Regions from separate parts of the Muntiacus reevesi genome. Here regions 2 and 3 are each linked to region 1. Evidence: chromatin contacts called from public Hi-C data. All regions are on one chromosome and are shown on one strand. The core of a region is the stretch at or near the end of the contact, and the rest is flanking DNA. Distances in the headings are between cores, read along the strand shown.

What was found. A called contact is a pair of places that touch in the nucleus more often than the background predicts.
Region 2: a Hi-C map of blood shows a contact between it and region 1, with 2.3 times the contacts expected there. The contact joins the promoter of EXOC8 here to the promoter of ARV1 in region 1. A contact is called at or near these places in 2 of 3 Hi-C or Micro-C datasets (blood and muscle).
Region 3: a contact with region 1 is called in a Hi-C map of muscle, with 2.6 times the contacts expected there. The contact joins the promoter of GNPAT here to the promoter of ARV1 in region 1. A contact is called at or near these places in 2 of 3 Hi-C or Micro-C datasets (blood and muscle).

The regions. Positions count from the first base shown.
Region 1 is chr2:90,039,300-90,042,492 of mMunRee1.1, reverse strand. It overlaps ARV1 (ARV1 homolog, fatty acid homeostasis modulator), which reads left to right and starts at 1,435. Exons shown (of 5, transcript XM_065922317.1): 1 at 1,435-1,679. The coding sequence starts at 1,473. It overlaps TTC13 (tetratricopeptide repeat domain 13), which reads right to left and starts at 1,235. Exons shown (of 23, transcript XM_065922319.1): 1 at 926-1,235. The coding sequence starts at 1,190.
Region 2 is chr2:89,724,893-89,728,085 of mMunRee1.1, reverse strand. It overlaps EXOC8 (exocyst complex component 8), which reads right to left and starts at 1,754. Exons shown (of 1, transcript XM_065922311.1): 1 at 1-1,754. The coding sequence starts at 1,613. It overlaps SPRTN (SprT-like N-terminal domain), which reads left to right and starts at 1,858. Exons shown (of 5, transcript XM_065922312.1): 1 at 1,858-2,443. The coding sequence starts at 2,223.
Region 3 is chr2:89,778,215-89,781,407 of mMunRee1.1, reverse strand. GNPAT (glyceronephosphate O-acyltransferase) reads left to right here and starts at 1,636. Exons shown (of 16, transcript XM_065922314.1): 1 at 1,636-1,866. The coding sequence starts at 1,789. It overlaps C2H1orf131 (chromosome 2 C1orf131 homolog), which reads right to left and starts at 1,582. Exons shown (of 7, transcript XM_065922315.1): 1 at 1,430-1,582. The coding sequence starts at 1,517.

The DNA of each region.
Region 1 (3,193 bases), core at 186-2,685:
TGTAGCCCACCAGGCTCCTCTGTCCATGGGATTCTCCAGGCAAGAATACTGGAGTGGGTAGCCATTCCCTTCTCCAGGGTATCTTCCCAACCCAGGGACTGAACCCAGGTCTCCTGCATTACAGGCACCAGGGAACCCAAAAAGGACCCACTACAGAACTTCAAAAAACGGACATATGTACCCTGCCTCTGAGGAATAAACTGAGGCCAATAGTGCCCAACGTGAATGAATGAGCTGGCCCAGTGCCAACACACACTCACTGCTCTGACATACACCGGAGCCCGCAGGGCTACTTTTATTCTCTGTGAGACACCGGAGAGATCACAGGTCAGTCTTAAACAACTGGAAGCAAGATGTCAGTGAACAGATACAATGAGGTTACTCTTCTGTTCCCTCCTTTTTTTCCCCAGGGATCAAATTCTCGGAGGCTATGTATAATACAAAACATCAATAGGGAGGTCAGCAAATCTGATTTCCAGACCTAAGATGAGCCAGACATCCCCGCTCCAGGCGCGGGTCCGGCCCTTTTTACTCCTTCCCTTGCTCACACAGCACCCGCAGGGGGCCGGAGCGAGACTGAGGCTGCCCCGGGCCACCTGCCATCTCCTCCTCCACCCTTTCAAAAGTTGCTAGGGCTGCAGAGAGCCCGCCCCGGCCTCGGGAGAATGCTGCCAGCTTTTTTCACTATTCACTGCCCTCCCCAAGGCGGCCTCGGGAGGAGGGCGCGCAGCGGCGTGGGTGCAAGCGGCGGGAAGCGGCCCTGGCGCAACATTTCGAGAAGCCGGCTCCAGCAGGGGTACACGCCGCGGCCGGCTGCAGCAAGGCCAGGGCGGCCAGCACCGGCGCCAGGGCCCGCAGCCCCTACGGCCCAGTCGCGCCGGCACTCCGCCGCAACCCCGCCGCCCACCCGCCGCCCCCCACTCACCGCCGCACTCGGCAGAGTACTGGTCCCCCCAGTCCCCGGACTGCGGGCTGCAACCGCCGCCCGCCGGGGCCTCCTGCTGCTGCCGGTGCTGCAGCTCCTGCTTGAGCAGGGACAGCGGCGAGTAGTGCTCGGTGGCTAAGGCGCCGGGTCCCGGCCCGGCAGACAAAACCCCCAGCAGCAGCAGCACCACGACGCGCCGGGCGGCGTCCGCGGCGGCCACAGCGCCGCCCCAGCAGCCGCCGCAGCAGCAGCCGGCAGGTGCCATCTTCCCTCAAGGCGCATGTGCGGCGGCCCTCGCGGCGCGCGGCGCCCTCCCAGCCTTAACCCGCGGCGGGCAGGTGGGCTGTGGTAAGGGGGCGGGAGAAGGGGGTGGTCATAGCACTGCCCGCTGGGAGTTGTAGTCCCAGCTCGGCTTAGCCTGAGAGCCCCCTTTCGGTGCTGGGACTGCGAGTCCCAGCAAGCACCGCCCGGCGCAAGACTTCCGGTCTGCCGTCTGACGTCTTCCCCCGCCACTGAATCGGAAGTTCTGGCTGGCAGTTGCGTGGAAATGGGCACCGGTGGGCGGAGTGGGCTTCGGCCTGGCAAAGGCAACGCCGAAGGGGTGACAGCGGGAAAGGGGAAGACGGATGAGGCGACAGTGACTTCGACTACTGCTCCCTCGGCCTCCTGCCAGTACAGGTGCATCGAATGCAACCAAGAGGCCAAGGAGTTGTACCGAGACTATAACCACGGCGTGCTGAAGATAACCATCTGTGTGAGTTGTCAGGTGTGGGGTGTCCTTGGGGAAAAAATGGCGCAGCGAGATCTGGGGGTCGTGAGATGCCGTGGAATCTTTGCCAGCTTTCTAGGGCGATCAAAAATCAACGCGTTTCAGAGTGCTCTAATACAGACTTCAGTTCGATGGTTGACATTTCCGTTCCGGCTCAGTCGAACCTTTGCGTCAATACCTGTAGTGGTAGAGAAGTGCTACCTACAGCACTTTTCTCGTACGGCTCGTGTTTGCTGACCCGGGCGAACAAATCCTCGGACGGAGATGGATGCATGCGTTGTGCAGAGAAATTTAAAGATCGGATTAGGCTGACATTTGGGCTCCCGTCAAAACTATTTCATTCTTATTCTACCTTTGATTGGACAGATGTTACCGTCTTAACATTTCATCACCTACAGTAAATTCTCCTAGAATATTTTTTCAGGTTTCATGAATGTACACTATTATGTACGAAGCACTATGCTGGACGTTGATGATATAAAAACCAAAAGCGAGGAAGTGAAAATTCTGTTTTCGAGGTGTCCCATAGTCTATTACAGAGAATATGTTTTTAAAAAACACAAAATTGGAGGTTCTTTGGGGGGCCATTAGGAAAGAATCTGTCACAATATAGGCAGTCAATACATTTTTGTCCCCTTTCTGATCTCCTGATGACTTTTTAATAATTCTCATTTCAAAAACATGGCAAGAGTAATTTGCAAGGGAGTCAACAGTGTGAATGTGTACCTGTTTCTTGTCAACCATTGTTAATAATCATTTTTGTGCCTGCACTCTCAATTTCCTGCTCTTCTTTCAAGTTGTTTCTCTCATTTGGCAAAATTGAAACATATTGCCTATCTGACCCTACACCCTTGCTGCTGAGCTTTGCTGGGGAGAAAATACCTTAAATTCATGACCGCTAACCTCAGGTAGGCCTTGATACCATCTGTTCATCATGATACACTTCATTAGTCCATTCATGTTCCCATTCCTCTGAACAATACCCTGTCTCTCCTCAAGTTTCACATATATCCTCTCCTGCTTCGCTTAGAGAACTTCCACAAACTATGCAACCACATAAACCCAGTACTAGTGTTCAAAATGCATCTGGCATTAGGCTAACAAAAACAAAATCCTTTTCAAACCATCAGACACTGGTTTCTCTATACCTTTATTTATGTAAAGATAATTATTGGAGAGCTATTTAGGTCAACACCTATACTATCGCCCACTTCCCTCCACGCCCAGACCCCCAGGGTTACACTTTCTCACCCAGGAGACAGATTTTAGAGTAATATTTGGAATATTGAATGGTGGTATTATACATTTTGAATTATTGTACACAATCATTCCATAATGAGATGGAGTTTATGCTAACCTTGTTTATATTTTACTAATGCTTAGTAATATGCATAATTGCATTACTCAGAAAAATCATTCATTTGGTGCCAGACTCTGAAAATTATACCATAAAATAATTAATTTTTTTAAGGATGTCCAAAAGTCCTGAGATTAAAAGT
Region 2 (3,193 bases), core at 505-3,004, 310 kb after region 1:
TCGAGTCCGATGTCGCCCAGTTGCTGACAGTGCTCCTTCGCCACTTTGACGCACTCAGCCGCTGTGGAGAGGCTCTCCTTACTATCGAACACCTGCTTGCTGAAAGCATCCACGAACATGCCCATGGCTGACCTCGCCCAGACCACAAAGGCAGAGTAGCAGCCACTGTCGGTGCCTGCAAAGTCGGTCTCAAATTCCCTGGCGGTCTCCAGAAGGCTGGTAAAGAAAACGTGGCATAGCTTATGAATGTAGAGTAAGGTGGCCCCTTCAATGCGGAGCTGGCGTATTGCGGTGTGCACAGCAGCCGCCCTGTTTCTCAGAAACAGCTCACAAGCCTTCGTGCACTGGCCAAGTCGGATTAGTTGAGAAACTGCCCTGCGGGTCGCCTTGGGACCACCTCTCAGGGACCGATCCGGGGAGAGTTCAAAAACTAGCACCTCGGTGAGCTGGCGGACACGCTCATCCACTCTCGCCCTCAGTTCTTTGACAGGAGGTGGGCTGGGCTTGTCTTCTAGGTAATGGTTCAATTTATCCAGCAGGTCAACGGCACCTTCAAAGTCCCTCTGGGCAATACAGACATCCAGGTCTTCAGGCAATTCTTGGATCCATTCCATTGAGAGGTCCACCTTCTCTTCTTCTATCTCGGGAACAGTTGGTTCGTCGTCGTCTTCGTCCTCAAACGGGTTACTGGCCTTGGGGGTCACTTGGGGTGGCCCGCGAGGGGCCGCTGCCTCCTCCTGTTCCCTGCGTCTTTTTTCACTGAGGGCCCTCTTGGTTTCCTCCAGCACTTCCAGCCACTCCCGTTTGATTTTTGCATTTTCTGCCTGAAAAATACGGCTCTCGGGAAACATTAACAGCTTGAACATGTCCTTCATGGGTGGGTTGTCCTTGACATTGACCACAGCCAAACCATCCAGGGGATAGAGGGCGTTGTAGCGATACATCCCCCGCCGCTGTGGCAGCCAGGTGGCCACCAGCAAACAGTCGTTCATGAGAAAGCCGTGCACCCGCTGCAGCTGGGCCATGTGGTCCGCCTCGTATTCCACCAGGTCACCATTGTACACTAGGTACTGTCCTGGCGTCTCCAGCAGGTGCCTGCAGCCTTCCACCTTCTCAAGCAGGGTGGTGAGGGTTCGCTGCTTTCCTTCCTCGCCTGGCCCAGAACCGTCCCGGGAGGCGCCCCCGGGGCTGGGGAAAAAGCCGGTCTGGCCACGGAGGTGGTCGCGGCCCCCCGCGCCACCTCCTCCCTCCTCCCCTCCAGAGGTGGCGGCGGCGCCCGCGGCAGCGGCAGCCGGCAGCAGGGTAAGCGGGATGCTCTCCAGGCTGCTCTTCTGCTCCGTCAGCAGGTGGCTGAGCTGATACATCTCGCTCTCCAGGTAGGAGATCTCACGGGCCGTCTCTATGAACTGCCGGTAGTTCTGGTAGACGTTGCGCTTCAGGTTCTGCGCCGTCTCCTCCGCCAGCGCCTGGATGCGCTGTCGGTGCTCCTGCAAGTCCCGGTCCCCGTCCGACTGCTGCGAGAGCTGCTTCACGTACAGCCGCGCCTCGAAGCCGCCTGACTCGAGCTGCCGCCGCAGCCGGCTCGCCCCACTGTCTGACATCGCCATCGCCATTTCCGTCCGGACTCACGCACTCCCTGTCACTACCGCCGTGGCCGGTGCCGCCGCTGTGGAGGCCCACCCAAGCCGGGACAAACTCCAGGGCTAAGGAAGCAGGATGGAAGAGAGACGAATACGCCTGCGCCCGGGTTTGAACTTCAGTCACTGCGCCTGCGCAAGGAGCCGAGTGCCGACGTGCGCCTGCGCAGTAGCTTCAGGGGCCTAGGGCTCCTACGCTGGAGAAGCTATTGCGGAAGTAAGTGGAGGGCGGGGCAGAGAGATGTAGGTACTACGAGGGGCTACGTGTGGGCGGAGTGTGTCGTTGGTGTTTGACGTGACTCGCGAACCGTAAAGACTGTAACCAGGTATCTGAAACCTTCAACCCTAGTTTTGAGCCCATAGGTGGTGTCACGCTGAGTTCTTTTTTTTAAGGCCCAGAATCTTGACTTCGGCGTTTGGGACAAGCTAAGTTATCGTTGTCGAGCCCGTTTTCCCTGAGTCTCGCGAGATCGGCGAACTGGCCAGAAAGCCCGTATCTCCTAAGCGTGCGACCGGACCCTCAGACGCCCCCCCCCCCCCCCCCCGCCCCGGACGTGGAGTCACCCCCTCTGGGCCTCGGCAGCCATGGATGAGGACCTGGTTTTGGCACTACAGCTTCAGGAGGAGTGGAACTTGCAGGTCTCGGAGCGCGAACCGGTCCAGGAGCCCCTGTCGCTGGTCGACGCGTCCTGGGAGTTGGTGGACCCCACCCCTGACTTACAGGCCCTGTTTGTTCTGTTCAACGACCGTTTCTTCTGGGGCCAACTGGAGGCGGTCGAGGTGAAGTGGAGCGTGCGGATGACGCTGTGAGTCCCGGGCCCCGCTGTGGACGGGGCCGCCGGCGGCCCTTCTGTCGCCCCTCCCGGTCCCGGGGCGTTAGCCCGGGCTCTGGATTTGGGGCAGGCGGCCCCACAGGGATTATCTTCCTTCCAGCCCCTTCCCTTCTCACCTTAAACGACTTCAAGAAAGCCCCGTGGCCCATCCCGCGATGGCTTGACTTGTAAGGGGCGCACTGAGAGAAAAATTGTGTTTCTTTGAATCTCACTTCACTAGAAAGGGCTTCCCTGGTGGCTCAAACGTTAAAGAATCCGCCTGAGACCTGGGAGACCTGTGTTTGATTCCTGGGTCGGGAAGATCCCCTGGAGGAGGGCATGGCAACCCATTCCAGTATTCTTGCCTGGAGAATCCCATGAACAGAGGAGCCTGGCGGGCTTCATACAGTCCGTGGGGTCTCAGAGTCGGACACAACTGAGCGACTAAGTACACAGCACAGTCCAAAGGCCCTTAACGGTTACTAAAAAGCAAGTTAACGCTTTTCTAATTTGTCTTAGGGGTGTGCTTTAGGATCCAGGTGGGAGAAACAGCCAGAATCTGCCCCAAGAGAGAGTGCCAGGGACACATTGTGTGGTGTACTTAGCTGTGAGCTCCGGAGCCCCAGAGTGGGGAAGGTGCTCATGTTCCCATATTTCTGGATCCAGGGGATCTAAAGGGATGCCTCTAAAAGGATCCCTTTCTGACACTCCAGGTTTGAGAAATTCTGATTTGAGATAATGTAC
Region 3 (3,193 bases), core at 387-2,886, 260 kb after region 1:
GTTTGACTTAGTATAAATAGAGTGTTAGATTTCTAATTAAAAAATCGATATGCACAAGCAACAAAGGTTTACTGTATAGCACATCAAACTATAGTCAATATCTTGTAATAACCTATGATGGAAAATAACTTCAAAAAAATAATACGTGTATTTGTATAAATGAATCACCTTGCTGTGTACCCGAAACATTTTAAGTCAACTATATTTCAATAAAATATACACATTAAAAAAAGAGCCGACTAAACTTTGGCATTAGGGATATAAAAACAAGTAGATACAGCCCGTGTCTTCAGAGCTCCAAGTAAGTTCCGGCCTGTGTTAACACAAACTATATTTAAGATTTTGCAGAAAAGTCTTCTCCTCTAGGACTTCTCAAGGTCAGAGACTAAGTCTTCTCTGTCTTCCAACATTTCCAAAGGCCCAGAGATACTCTGTCCACAGTACAAGTCAATACAAGTGCAGGAGTTGGAAACACAGTGTGGGGCTTAGAATCCAAGCTCTTCAAGTTACTAGCTGGGTGAACTTCCAAGTTTTTTAACCTCTAGTGCTTATTTCTACAATAATGCTATTTGTCTTGTAATAACAGTATTAAGGACAGTATCTATTTCATAGAATTGTTGTGATAATGAAATGAGCATATACATGTAAAGTACGGAGTGTATGGTAAAATCGCAATGCTTTTTTAGCTATTATTTTTTATTCTAAGCTATGTAATGAGCTTAGAATTTTGAGCAACTGGCTCCAAAATAAAACAGCAACATCATACTACAAATTTAAGAAATGTGTTTGACCTATAAGGCACTAATGCCTGATGATTTCCGGTGCATGAAGGAGTGTCATCTTCCCTGGGGTAAGTTCTTCAGAGTGTGTAGAACTGGATCCTTGCTTAAGTGCCAGGAGTTCCCAACCTTTAATGGTAAGTTTCCTTTTCCGCAATCAAGATGAAGGCAAGCATAAGTCAGCCAACTTAAGGCTGAAAGGTCGTGAAAAGTTTCATGTGAAACCATTCTCTGAAGTCACCAAAAGAGGTCCCAACGCGACAAGGTGTCACCAATGCCCGAGGGTCAGGCGGATCTGGGGGGTGCGTGGGAGAAAGGGGCTTCCCAGAGGTCGGGAGTGAGAAAGGATGCCATTTCCAGAGCCTGAGGTCCTGTGCACATCTCCTCGTTAAGTCTGAAAGCGTTAATGCTTTCGACAAGCAAGCCGGTTGGCCCCCACACTCAGGAACGAGTTGGGACATCTGATTCTTAGAAAGGCTCACAGACCCCGGTCGTAGGCGAGGGGAGGGTGCAGGACCCATTATCTGAACCTGGTTGGAGGAGCCAAGGAGTGCTCGAGGAGCAAGAATCTTTAGCCTGAAAGCTGAGGCCAGCCAGGTCCGGGGTCCTTAAGTTGGCTCTCCACGTGGGCTCCGAGGCCCGGCACTCACCAAAGTCGTAGAGGTTCTGGAGCAAAGTGTCCAGAAGGGCCTGAGAACCGGGAGGCGCGGAAGTCGCCAACCGGGGCTCCTGAGCCATCGTGAGGCCAGCGGGCCGCGGCGGGACAGCACAGATCTCGCGGGCCTCCCCGTTCGCTTCCGGTTTCTGACGGGTTGCGCGCGCCTTGAGTCCCCGCGCGGCTTCCGTCCTGGTTAAGATGGCGGCGCCCGAGGTCCTGTGGAGTGGCCTTAGAGGGTGCTGCCGCCCTAGGCGAGGTCGAGCCGCCCCGCGCGGAAGAACCGCCCACAGCAGCAGCACCACCACTGCTTAGCCAAGAATCCCAGGCCACACCCGGGACAGCAGCCGCAGCATGGATCCTTCCAGTTCATCCAAGTCTTGTTTCTCCGTCGGCTCCACGGGTCCCGGGGCTGTCGTGCTCCTCTACGCGGTATGCGCCCAGGGGAGCGAGGCCGGGGCGGGGCTGCGAGAGGACCCGCTTCTCTCGGTCCCGGGTTCCTCCGGGCTGCGACCCGAGGTGCAAAGGAGTGGGTCCGAGATCCCCAGAGGAGGGATGAGGTGATTGATTTGGTTTCCAGGGCGACGGTGTATCTCTGTGTGTGTGAGCGTCGGTATGCTTTTAGAAGTTTGTGTTGGTGATGGTTCCTCTGGTTCCTGCCCGCTCGTTCCTTCCCTTTCACTCCACCAGGCATGGGGCCTTCAGGAAGCCGCTGACACCGGAACGAGGGAGGAAAGTTGGGAATCTCCGTCTCTAGCGAGGGCGAATCGAACTACCTTTTGGTTGGTTCCTCGAACCGGGGAAACCTGCGGGTCTGACCCAGCCTGAGATAGCCTGTGGTTCCCCACCCCGCTCTTCCGCAGGTGTGATATTCCCGGGAGAAAAAGTGTTTGGCTTGTATGTGTGCATCGAGTTTCTAAGACTTTTAATCTAAGAAGATTTGGAGCTTCTGGAAATTTTTATTGTGTTTCTCTGTCTCTGTCCATCATTGTACTTTTCCCACAAGTCATTCTGAAAGACAGCTAATGGCACCTGGCCTCCCTACAGTTGGCCTTTTCACCGCCTAAACCCCTTCTGATTTTAACTGGTCCTTTTTGACAACGGAATGTTAGTCACTCACAGATTCATGAAGATATTTTGAGGCAGAAATTTGTAGCTCTCAGTATTGCACAACCGTGGGGCAATTGACTTAAAAAAAAAATTAATTTTTATTTACCATAGGAAGAAATAAAAGTGCATATTTTAAAGTCATGTTATCAATGTTCTGGCTTAAATCTAAGGTTAATTTATGTAGGAACGTGGTAACGGGGAAAGCATGAAAGAGCAAAGTAAGCCAGAAACTCAGTTTCAGAAAAGAATGTACATATGATAAAGAATCCACCTGCAATGCAGGCGACCCGAGTTGGATCCCTGGGTCTGGAAGATCCCCTGGGGACAGGAATGACAACCTTCTGCAGTGTTCTTGCTTGGGAAATCGCATGGACAGAGGAGCCTGGCGGGCTAGTCTATGGGACTGCACAGAATTGGACATGACTTAGCGACTGAACAACCGCAACAACAACAAAACCCATGTCTACCTTCAAATTGGGAAATCAGTGGAGCATGGGAAAACTTCTGTTGCCTTGCTGTGAAGAGCTTGGGCTTCTAATTGTCCACTCTCCTAAGGTTTATCACTTGTGCCTTTCTCTTCATTGACCTCACTTCATAGTTCAGTGAAATATTTCAACCTTGGAATGTAGTGAAGAGGGTTACTGTGTAG